3 separate regions of the Mus musculus genome follow, and all the other regions are linked to region 2. Evidence: chromatin contacts called from public promoter capture Hi-C data. All regions are on one chromosome and are shown on one strand. The core of a region is the stretch at or near the end of the contact, and the rest is flanking DNA. Distances in the headings are between cores, read along the strand shown.

The links. Promoter capture Hi-C pulls out the DNA fragments that hold promoters and counts their contacts. Capture Hi-C pulls out chosen DNA fragments and counts their contacts.
Region 1: a contact with region 2 is called in a promoter capture Hi-C map of erythroid cells, with 5 times the contacts expected there. The contact joins the promoter of Cenpx here to the promoter of Nploc4 in region 2. A contact is called at or near these places in 3 of 39 promoter capture datasets (the C10 cell line, the SN4741 cell line and erythroid cells), 1 of 484 Hi-C or Micro-C datasets (embryonic stem cells), 2 of 115 datasets of contacts at active chromatin or transcription factors (large pre-B cells and pancreatic cancer cells) and 3 of 9 other capture datasets (adipose tissue, liver and pancreatic islet).
Region 3: a promoter capture Hi-C map of adipose tissue shows a contact between it and region 2. The contact joins the promoter of Baiap2 here to the promoter of Nploc4 in region 2. A contact is called at or near these places in 3 of 39 promoter capture datasets (liver and stem cell-derived epiblast-like cells) and 1 of 9 other capture datasets (adipose tissue).

What each region holds. Positions count from the first base shown.
Region 1 is chr11:120,712,481-120,716,170 of GRCm38.p6, forward strand. It overlaps Cenpx (centromere protein X), which reads right to left and starts at 1,287. Exons shown (of 5, transcript NM_016665.2): 1 at 1,213-1,287. The coding sequence starts at 1,239. It overlaps Lrrc45 (leucine rich repeat containing 45), which reads left to right and starts at 1,473. Exons shown (of 18, transcript NM_153545.2): 1 at 1,473-1,573; 2 at 1,793-2,048; 3 at 2,438-2,499; 4 at 2,670-2,740; 5 at 2,941-3,119; 6 at 3,326-3,454. The coding sequence starts at 1,829.
Region 2 is chr11:120,435,729-120,439,079 of GRCm38.p6, forward strand. Nploc4 (NPL4 homolog, ubiquitin recognition factor) reads right to left here and starts at 1,972. Exons shown (of 17, transcript NM_001195023.1): 1 at 1,771-1,972. The coding sequence starts at 1,785.
Region 3 is chr11:119,941,621-119,944,870 of GRCm38.p6, forward strand. Baiap2 (brain-specific angiogenesis inhibitor 1-associated protein 2) reads left to right here and starts at 1,472. Exons shown (of 14, transcript NM_130862.4): 1 at 1,472-1,628. The coding sequence starts at 1,575. It overlaps Gm11767 (a long non-coding RNA gene), which reads right to left and starts at 1,474. Exons shown (of 5, transcript XR_001780400.2): 1 at 962-1,474.

The DNA.
Region 1 (3,690 bases), core at 37-2,536, 280 kb after region 2:
GAGAACTGAAAGGTTGGTGGTAGTTTGTGAGGTGGAGATGAGAGGGAGAATCCAGAGGCCTAGGAATCCCGTGAGAGCACCAAAGGTGAGCCATGAGGAGCCCCCGAGCATCTGTGCAGTGTGTGAAGCCGAGACCACTCAAGTTTGCCTAGTCCAGAACAGAATGGGGAACGACCAGGGAAAGGCAAAAGGTAGGCAGCGACAGGCACCCACGACCCTCGAAGTGGATGGCCTACAAAGAAAGGTGAGTTTGGATTCACGAGCGTCAGCCACAGAGAAGCCTTGATACCCACTCGCTGCAGAGGGGCACGGGTGGAAATGGACACAGGCACAGGTGAACTTGTTAGTTGGGCCAGGAGGGTCCATGAACGACTACGTGAGAGCAGCGCCACCTGCTGGTCCCCCCCCCCCCGTCCCCGCTCGCTACCAGAGGGCCCCAGTCCCACGAACCCCAACAGCAGACTGACAGACAGCACCTGGGCAGAAGCCCATGTCAGAGCCAGGGCTGGACTACAGCTACGCAGGCTGTTTCATGGAAGTGTGGATGTGACTGCTGGAGGGTAGGATTAGGGTAAACCCGTGGCACCTCAAACTCCTGTTCCTGGCCAGAAGGCCACAGCCTGAAATGTAAGCCCCTCCCTTCCTGTCACTCTTTCCTGAGACAGCCCACTCCCCATAGTTCAGTGAACTATCACAACTCCGGTCACGGTCAAAGCCCCCAAAACTCTACTCAAGTACTGAACGGAGTGCGGAGGCCAGGCTGAACTCTGCACAGGGCGCGCGCTGGCCTGATGCCAAGAGCCGACCCCTCAGGTGGCACCACTCATCGTAGAATGGAGCGCCTCTGCTTAAGTTTCCCGCACGTGGGCGAGTCCTCCCAAACCTGTCACTGAGAGATGGCCTCGGCCCGAGCAGTGGAGGCTCGCATCAGTGTGCCTCGCGCACTCCCATCGGCCGAGTTGGAAAAAGGCCCTGTGGTCCCTCCCGAGAAGACCCCTTGTAGCCAGCCTGGATGTGCCACTGGTCGTCCAGCTTGTTAATCTACAGACCCGCTCAGTCCAGCCGCAGAGCGCGCGGGCTGCTCCCACCCTGCTGCCAGGCCCCCACCAAAGACACGGTAACACATCGATAAGGCTGACTTCGAGCATGCACGACTGTCTCGCGGGGATCCGCAACGCCCGAGTGTGCCTGCCACTATTCCAGAGGCCTCACCTTCCGGAAGCCACTGTTTCCCTCCATGGCCACAGTCTCGATGTGCACTCTCCGGAACCCTCCCACATCCCAACCAATGAACGTGGAACGCGACCCTGAGGTCCCGCCTCCAATCCCAGCAGCCAATCATCCAAGCGTTCCCCAAGCCGGGACTTGAGTTCCAGCTCAAGCCCGCCTTTCACTTTCATTGGTCTACCAATAGCCATGCCTTCCGCAATGCCTCCTGGGAGATGTAGTTCCTATCCTTCCCGGCGCACCACACTCTTCCTGGATACTGAGGCGCGAGGAACCGCGTCCTGCCACACCAGCGACCCGAGGCTACGTCGCGAGGGCGGGCTGGGGGCCACAGGGCCAGACTAGGGTATGTGCAACGCGTATACTTGCTCTTCTAGGCCAGTGTTCTGCTGCGCTCCAACTCTATCTCCAAACCCCTTCCTCGAGCCATTCCAACCTCCTTTCTATTCCACATTTCTAGGCCTCCCCTTATATAGGGCCAGCTCAGCTCATCTCCGCGTACACGCCCTAGGGAAAGGGGCTCCCAGCCTTCGGCCTAGCAAGCTAATGTGTATCCTGTCTCCAGGGGCATGCTTGCGAGGCTCCGTCAGCATTCGGGGACATGGAGGAGTTCCGGCGCTCCTACAACCGCCTCTGCGAGGAGAGTGGGGCTGAGCCCCAGGAGGCTGTTCTGCAGCAACTGCACCAGCTTCCGAAGGGCGGACTGGACCTGACTACTCAGAGCCTGACGGTGGAGACCTGCAGGGCCCTCGGCAAGCTGCTGCATAAGGAGACGCTGTTGAAGGAGCTTGTCCTCAGCGACTGCATGCTGAGTGAAGAAGGTGAAGCCAGTGGCCTCCGCACCTGAAACGTCAGAGTTGGGTTCAATCAAACACTTTTCCTCGGGGCTAGCCTCAGAGCGGGTGTCTGTGAGCAGGAAAGTCTTTGCGTGTCCAGGCCTCTCTGCTCTCTCCTCTCTTCCTGCACCTTTTCCAAAACCTGGGAACAGAGGTCAGTGTCACTGTAATAGAGAAGCCTTAATGTTCCCAGCTTTCACGGTTCCCCATGCCGGCTTGAGAAAGATAAGGTCTGGCAAGCTCAAAAACTGTTTCTGACGTGGCCTTACGGCAAGCCAGAACAGTGGTACCACTGTCTGAGTAGCAGCTCTGATGTCACTGAGTAGCAGCGCCAGCTCCAGTGACAGCCCTCTCTTCCAACTATCTTTACACAGGGTCCACACTGCTGTTCCAAGGGCTGTGTGCCAACACCAGTGTGCAGCATCTGGATCTAAAGGTGAGCGGGCTTGGGATGCTGCTAAAGTCAGGAAAACTAGGATCTGGCCACCACAACGTTGCCTAGAGCTATCTCCTAGCCTCTCCCACCACCTGGAGTCTCTGTGGTTCAAATGTGGTATCCAGAGCCAGGGTAACAAGAACTGACTGGCCAGGGTGTTCCTTTTGTAGGGCAACAACCTCCGAGCTACAGGAGCTGAGGCTCTGGGAAAGCTCCTTCGACAGAACAAGTCTATTCAGAGGTAGGTAGGCCTCGCCTGCACCTCACGTTTTCCTCCCTGTGTGGCCTAGGGTCCTGTAACCAGCTCACTTCCCACTACCTACCAAGGTTCTGCCCCCATGAGTAGTGAATAACCTGGTTAATCCTGGCCTTCCACATGCCCTGGGCTCCATGGGAGGAGTGTTCTGCTGAGCCAAAAACACGTGTCCACCCTTCCTGTAGCCTCACGCTGGAGTGGAACAACCTTGGCACGTGGGAAGATGCCTTTGCCACCTTCTGTGGGGGTCTGGCAGCCAATAGTGCCCTGCGGCAGCTGGACCTCCGAAACAACCAGATCAGTCACAAGGGAGCAGAGGAACTGGCCCTGGCCCTGAAGGGCAACACCACCCTCCAACAGCTGGGTGAGGTCTCCTGAATTCTGCTGTACGCCCGTGAGACCTAGGTCCATTGGGCTGTATTAAGTTGCACCCTGTCCCTCTGGTGATGGAGAGGTTAGCCTGGGCTCCTGGCTATACTGGCAGCCACCACGGGCAGTGAAGCACCAGAGAAAGTATCCTCTGCTGGGCCAGCCTTCCATACAACTGAATGACAGCAGGTTTCCTTCCAGACCTGCGCTGGAATAACATTGGCCTCCTGGGGGGCCGGGCTCTGGTGAACTGTCTCCCCAGCAACAGAACCCTGTGGAAGCTGGACCTGGCTGGGAACAACATCCCTGGTGACATCCTGAGAGCCGTGGGTATGGGCACCCAGGGCTGCTAGCTTCTTACAAGTCGGAGCAAGGCATGAAGCCCTTTAACAGGAGCCCATCAATCACAGAAGGGTATGGTTCAGGGCTTAAGGCATGGTGGCTCAGGATACAAGTTGCTAGCCTAGGTCAAGGGGAAGCAGCTGAAGGTAGGCAGCTTTCTTGGTGCTTACATATGTTCACTGATACCTTAGCACACATGCAGCCAGGAGTGCAGACTTCACAGG
Region 2 (3,351 bases), core at 722-3,221:
ATAAATAAATCTTTTTAAAAAGAAAAGGAAAGAAAAGAAAAGAAATTTTCTTGGAAGAGTGGTTGAGTTTTTAACATTATTCCTACAGAAATTCTTTGAAGACCCCCTTTGAATTCAAAACAAACACGCCTGGAGAGGTGGCTCAGCAGGTACACACACTCACTCTCTGCTCCCGCAGAGCATCTCAGTTCAGTCCCCAGGATCCACAATTGCCTGCCTATAACTTAAGCCCTAGGGGATCCAACACCTTTAGCTTCTAGCAACAACTGCCCTCATGTGTTCACACCCACATATACACATAATTCTTTCCAAATGAGGCTAGTGAGCTGGCTTATGCACAAAGAGCACTGCTTGCTCTTCCAGGGGAACTGGTTCAATTCCCAGCACCCACACAGTCTCTCCCAGCCTGTTCCTGAGGATCCAAAGCCTACTCTGCCCTCCTTAACAACCAGTTGTGGTACACATAGATGAAGGTAAAGCGCCCATACACATAAAATAAATACATAGGTCTTAAAAGCAAAACTCCTAAAATCAACTTCTGAAGAGTATATTAATTCCTTACAACCTGAGAAAGTCGATTTAAGACCCACTGATGCCCAAGTCAGCCTTTGGAACACCTGAACACACTGCTTAACCTCAGTAAAGAGCATTTAAATAAATAGAAATTTAAAAAGCGGATTGACCTACTGATACCTCACCTATTTCTAGGCAAGTCATCTGTGATGGTAAATTTAAGTTTTAAAACTAAGTCAGCCTTTCTTTCTCAGGTTTCTCTGCATCGTCTGCATCCAGGATAGAAAATACAGAGAACAGAAGACCCCTAAATGGAGCTGTGAGGAAAGAGAAGCTGCCCTCAGAGAAAAGCCTTAACTCTTAGCCTGCCATAAATGTCTGCAGTGAGATAAGTGAGGTGGGAGGATGTCAAGGTCAAGGATGGCCTGGGACAAAGTAGTAAGACTGTCTCAAAACACAAACAAAACTCAAGAGCTATACTTCCCTGGAAATCCAGAGAGATGTGATGTTCTCGAATGCAGGAAACCACTGAAGAGCTGTTTCAGGCCTAAGGCAACCACCATGATTCCGATCCCATGGAAATCCCCAATATTCCTCCATGTTGGCCCTAGTTATTCTGTCAGAACGGGTCTGTTACTCCTATCACTTCCCAACCCCTGCCACATATGCTCTGGAGAGAAACTCCCACAGGTTAACAAACGGCTGGTTTTCCTCTCCTTTTACTGACTTATTTCATGGGGCTGGGGGTGACAGTCTCTACTGTCAGGCTAAAAGTGAAATCGGCCTTCTTTATGACACTCCTTTTAAACAGGTGGTCGTCAAGTCGCCTGTGTCAAAGAGGAGCCAATCCCGCCTGTTTTGGGTTGGCCCCCATGGCCGCGTCCTCTGTGGGAAAAGGGTTCCCCTAATGATGCCCTTTTCTTCTCCGGTCGACTCTTCCGGAGTGAAATCGTGACGAGGCACTGTCGGGATGGAGGAGGAGAGAAGGACGTACCGGGCTTCGGGGCCTGGGAGGAGGCCGAGGTCCCTCAGAGCAACCTGCAGCAGCGGGGAAGAAGAAGGCCGCTCCGTTCCGACCGCTCGGCCTCCTTCCCGCCAGCCTTTCCGGGCTCGGCCAGGGCAGGTACCTCCTCAAACCCGGGGCGAGCGAGGAGGAGCCACCGGCTCCGAGCACCGTCCGGCGCTGGCCCGCCCAGGACACCCGCAAATCTGCTGCCTCATCCCAGCGCCCCGCTCCCTCCCGGCCGCCGCACTCACGATGCTCTCGGCCATGGCGGCCGCTCCAGTCTCCGGGCTCGGGCCCCGGGCTCCCGCCGCCTGTCTCCCCAAGGGCCTCGCAGCCCCGGCCTCGGCCTCAGCCCCGGCCCCGGCCTCCCGCCGCCGCCGCCACCGCCGCTCCAGCTTCGCCGCCCGGCTCCGCCAGTGCCGATGTCCGGTGCTTCGCTCAACACACTCCGCCAGGCGGAGAGAGAGGCGAAACAAGGTTCCGGCCCCGCCAACGGCCGCGCGCATGCGCCAAGTGGTGCCGCGCGTCCCTCGTCCGTGCCCCCTCGCCCCCCACCCCCTTCCCCTAGGCTGGGCCCAGGACCCTGGGTTCAGAAGACTGTGACAGGAGAGCCATATTCCTGAAAGTTCGAGCAATGAAAAAAAGCTGCAAGAAAAGGCGAGCGTCGAGATCTCGCTCAAATATAACCGTTACGGAAGTTTTGTACTGTCTTCACAATTTTCCAGCAATGAGCTGGAGTTTCTCCCTTTGTACTGAACTTTGTAACTGCATATGATTTGAAGTAGAAGACTTTTGAAATTTCTTAAGAGGCTAAACGCCTCCGAATTTTTATTTGATTTTTTTGTTGGTTTTTTTTTTTTTTTTTTTTTTTGGCTTCTGTTTTTTTTTTTTTTTTTAAGACAGGGTCTCACTAAATACAACCTTGGCTGTAGACCAGGTTGGCTTGGAACTCACAGTGCTGGGCCTGCCTCAGTGCTGGGATTGAAAGGCAGGCCCCCTTTCCTGCCTCCGATGGTTCGATTTATGAGTGTACTAAACTCCGATTATGTTTTAGACTGTTTTATTTATTTGTTGTTTTAGATATAATATATTTTACTGTGTACATTATATATTGTATATAATGTATATTTATACAATATGTTTTATTGAAAGAACTTGTTAAGACATAGTGTTGGCTGTCCTGGATCTAGCTCTGTAAACCAGGCTGGCCTTGAACTAACAGAGATCCACCTACCTCTGCCTCCCCAGTGCTGGGATTAAGGTTCTGTACCACCACCACCCAACTAAACTTTTTTTTAAAGTTTTTAATATATTTTATATGTATAAATGTTTTGCCTGCATGGATTTGGCTGCACCACAAGTGCCTGATACCTGAGAACATCAGAAGAGGGAGTGGATCCCTTGGAACTAGAGTTTCAGATGATTGAGACCCACCATGTGGGTACTGGAAACCAAAACCAAATCCTCTGGTACAGCACCAAGCACCACTCCAGCCCTGACCTTGAACTTTCGATCTACCTGACTCTGCCTCCTCTTGCTGGGGTTACAGGAGTGTGTCATCACACCCAATTCTGTGGACACTGCGGTAAAACCCAGGCTTCTTAGGAAAGCTCTCTACAAAGTTGTGCACATCCAAGGCCCATTTCTATCCTCGTCTCATGTAGTCCAAGCTGGTTTCAAGTCTGAAATCTTCCTATCTGCTTCCTGGGTGATGGGATTATAGGTGTACACCCCCACACCCGGCTCCCCTCTTAAGTCCATCGAACCATCACTGTCAATGTCAGTGCTGATAACACACAGTTCTGTAACCTCTGTTATTTAATTTGGGCTTA
Region 3 (3,250 bases), core at 222-2,721, 490 kb before region 2:
CTTCTACCCCAGTGCACAGCTCCTTGTTGGCTTTCTGATCAGTGAGGGGATCAGTGTGTGCTTGAGTAGGCACCATACCATGCTGGTCTAAATGGACTAGAAAGTGAGATGAAGGGGCAGCTGTAACCAACCAGTCGCAGTGAACAGTAATTGACAAGTCCTTATTTGACAGCCAGTTAGTTTAAGCTGGCTTTCTGTCACAAGAAGAACCCAAGAAAAGACAGATACACAGAGATGTACACAGAGATGTACATAGACGACAAGGAAACAGAGGACAGTGGGCTGAATTCCTTCTCCTTACACATGTAGCAAAGTGAATAGGGGCCGTCTGAGTCCCCTGCTGAGGCTTGACAGCCGCGCCTTGGATTTGTGTCCTCTGGGTTGTTGGAGTGGTGTAACCAGCTGTCCAGGAAATGGATGCTGGAGTGTTATGTTTAATTAAAAGGAAACATTCAGCTCTGGTGTTTTACAATGTAAAGCAAATAATTCCTCTCTGTTCGTCTAATTGATGTAAATATTTCTTCAAAGGGAACCGCGTTGGAACCCCGTGTGCCAACCTGGTCAGTTTTCTCAGCCAAGCCTTACCCTTCCTTAAACCATCAGCTACTGGGCAATTCCAAGCTGTGCTGAGAGGCTCCTCCCCCGGAGCTATCCACCCAACTCCCGCCCCCGCCCCAATTCCCTTCCGAACCACCCCATGGAACTCGCTCCACGTCTCCCTCGCTCCTCTCTTGGGTCCTCTTCCCGGAATTCTAGACCCAACTGTCGGCCGCCACCCTCCGTTCAGCACCAGTCCACCACAAGCACCCGCCCCAGGGCCCACCCTGTCCCGATCCTGCCTCCAGGGCTCAGGGTTCTCCCGCTAGAGTTCAGCACCTTCCTCCGTCTCCACCTACTCCGGCTCCGGGTTTCCTCCCTTCCGGAAGACCGTCCAGGGTCGACGCACGCCTCGCCGACTCACCTGCAATAGCGCGGGAGCCACCGGCCCCTGTCGCGCACTCCTGAGGGACCCTTGAGGGCCTGCAGCTCGGATCGCTGCCTCCCGAGTGCCGCCTCCACGCGCGCTCGCGCCGGTGCCACCCGCACCGCCCACACCCCGCGCTAGCTCTTCCTGCGCCACCCCGCCCCCGCTTTCCGCCCCCAGCCCGGCTGTCGCTCCGACCCCCTCAGGCAGCTCCAGGGCCTCAGCGCGCCGCGCCTCCGCCTCCCAGCGGCCGACCAATTGCCGCTCGGAGCCGGCCTCCGAGTCCCTCCTCTAGCTCCGCCCTTCGCCCCCGCCTCCGAAATCTACCAATAGAAAAGACGGCGCAGGAGCGGGCCTGGCGGTTGCCTAGCAGCGGCTAGGCTGGGCGGGGGCGGACAGCCGGGGGCGGTGATCCGGGCGCGGCGGGGGCGGGGCCCGGAGGCGGGGTTTTTGTGGGGTGGGGCCTTCAGCGGCTATAAAAGCAGCGGCCGCCGGGCGCCGCGCTCTGTGGTCCTGGTCTGCGCGCCTTTTCCTGTTGCTGCAGTTGTCGCTTTCCTCACCGCCACCCGTGCCCCTGCTCTGGTCTGTGGTGTAGCCGGGACCCAGGACCATGTCGCTTTCACGCTCGGAGGAGATGCACCGGCTCACGGAAAATGTCTACAAGGTGAGTTTCCAGCGCGGCTCCGAGTCGCCCCTAGGTCTTCAGGCCCGAGCAGGGCACCGGCTCCCGGACTGCGGGTGTGGTGGACCGATCTTCCGTTGGTCACAGGTGGCCGCGCCCGCCCAGGGTCCTTACGCCCGCCGCGGCCCGCGCCGTCCCCGAGCACGAGTGGACGCCCCCACCCCGACGGCGCCGCTCAGCCCCCGCGCGCTCCCTCAGTACGCCTGTCTGTCCTGGCGTCCGGAGGGACCGAGATGTTCAGGGCCTGGGCTGCTCTGCGATCTGGCCTGGTCCGCTGCATCCCAGAGTGAGGGGAACAAGGAGCGGGGGCGGCGTGGAGGTTGCAGGCTGCTGCGGGCGGTCGCCCTGCGCTTGCTTGGCGCGGTGGCACCGTGGGGCTCTTCTAGGTGCTGTTATGCCAGCCTCTGGGCACTTTCTCTTCAACAGGCTTTCCCTTTCCACAACTCCTTTACGAGTGTTAATGGACGTGGCCCAAAGTGGGAGGTCGAGCTCGGACAGGTTGGATGGGTGGACAGATAATCCATCATCTTATGTAACCGCAGAGGGAGAAGACTAATTGTGTAGGAGGCTGACGCGCCTGCTTTTGCTTCTGATATGTGTTAAGAGTCTCGCATTCACATACTAATCTGTGAAATGACAGTTTCTCATGGAAGAACTGCAGAGCCTTGTGCAAGCCCCCTGGTGTCATGTTATGTCCATGCTTTGGGTACAGATGGACGGGCCATTTCCTATTTCTTCACCATGGGTTCTCACAGCCCTGGCCCCTTACCCTCAACAGCACAGCCTGGGGCTCCCTGATGGCATCAGGTCCGCTGCAGTTCTCAGTGACATTTTTTTTTTCAAGAGAGAAATTCCTGCCCTGCCCTGTGCATGGCAGTCCTCTTTACAAAGCTGTGCTTTATTTCAAAACTGTCTTAAGGGTGAGTGAAAGGCTTTCCACCAGCCACTAGGTTTTCACATGGAGTTGCTGGTTCATGGCTAAATGGGATTGTGCTCTGCTCGAGAGCAACAGTTTCTGATTGTATGAACCAACCATGGTTGTGCCTTTCTAGGCAATGGCCTGTGAAACCCTCATAGCTGTGCTTGCTCTGTTGCCTACAGCAGATGGAAGCCTCCAGGGTGGCTGCTTAGGTTTCAGCTGGAGTCCCGGGGGCAGATTATACTTTAATTCATCATTTAATAAAGGCTTTAGAGTTGTAGTTACATGGGTCTGGAGGAACCTTGAAGGTGGGTGTAGGGGCTGAAGGAGCTCTAAAACCATGTTCAAGCTGCCGGCAAACAAGATTGAGAACAGCCTTTTGTTCTTTATGTTTAGTATCTGTAGACTCCATGGTATATGTTCCCCTCTTGTTGGTCTGCGGAAGCACATGCTGTCGGGAGAGGGAGGTTTATTAAATTATTAGTCATTAGTTCCATTACAGTTTGCTTTGTACTGCAGGGGAATGGGAAAAGAAATACTGGTCACAGTCTGGTTTTCTTGCTTCTTTACTGAAATCGTTAAAGAGGAACTTCCATGGTGAGAATCACGCAGGGTATGAGGAGTAGCTTTGCTTTGGAGAGTCCCATGGTTCTCCTTAGTAAAACTCATGCCCGGGCAGTCAGCC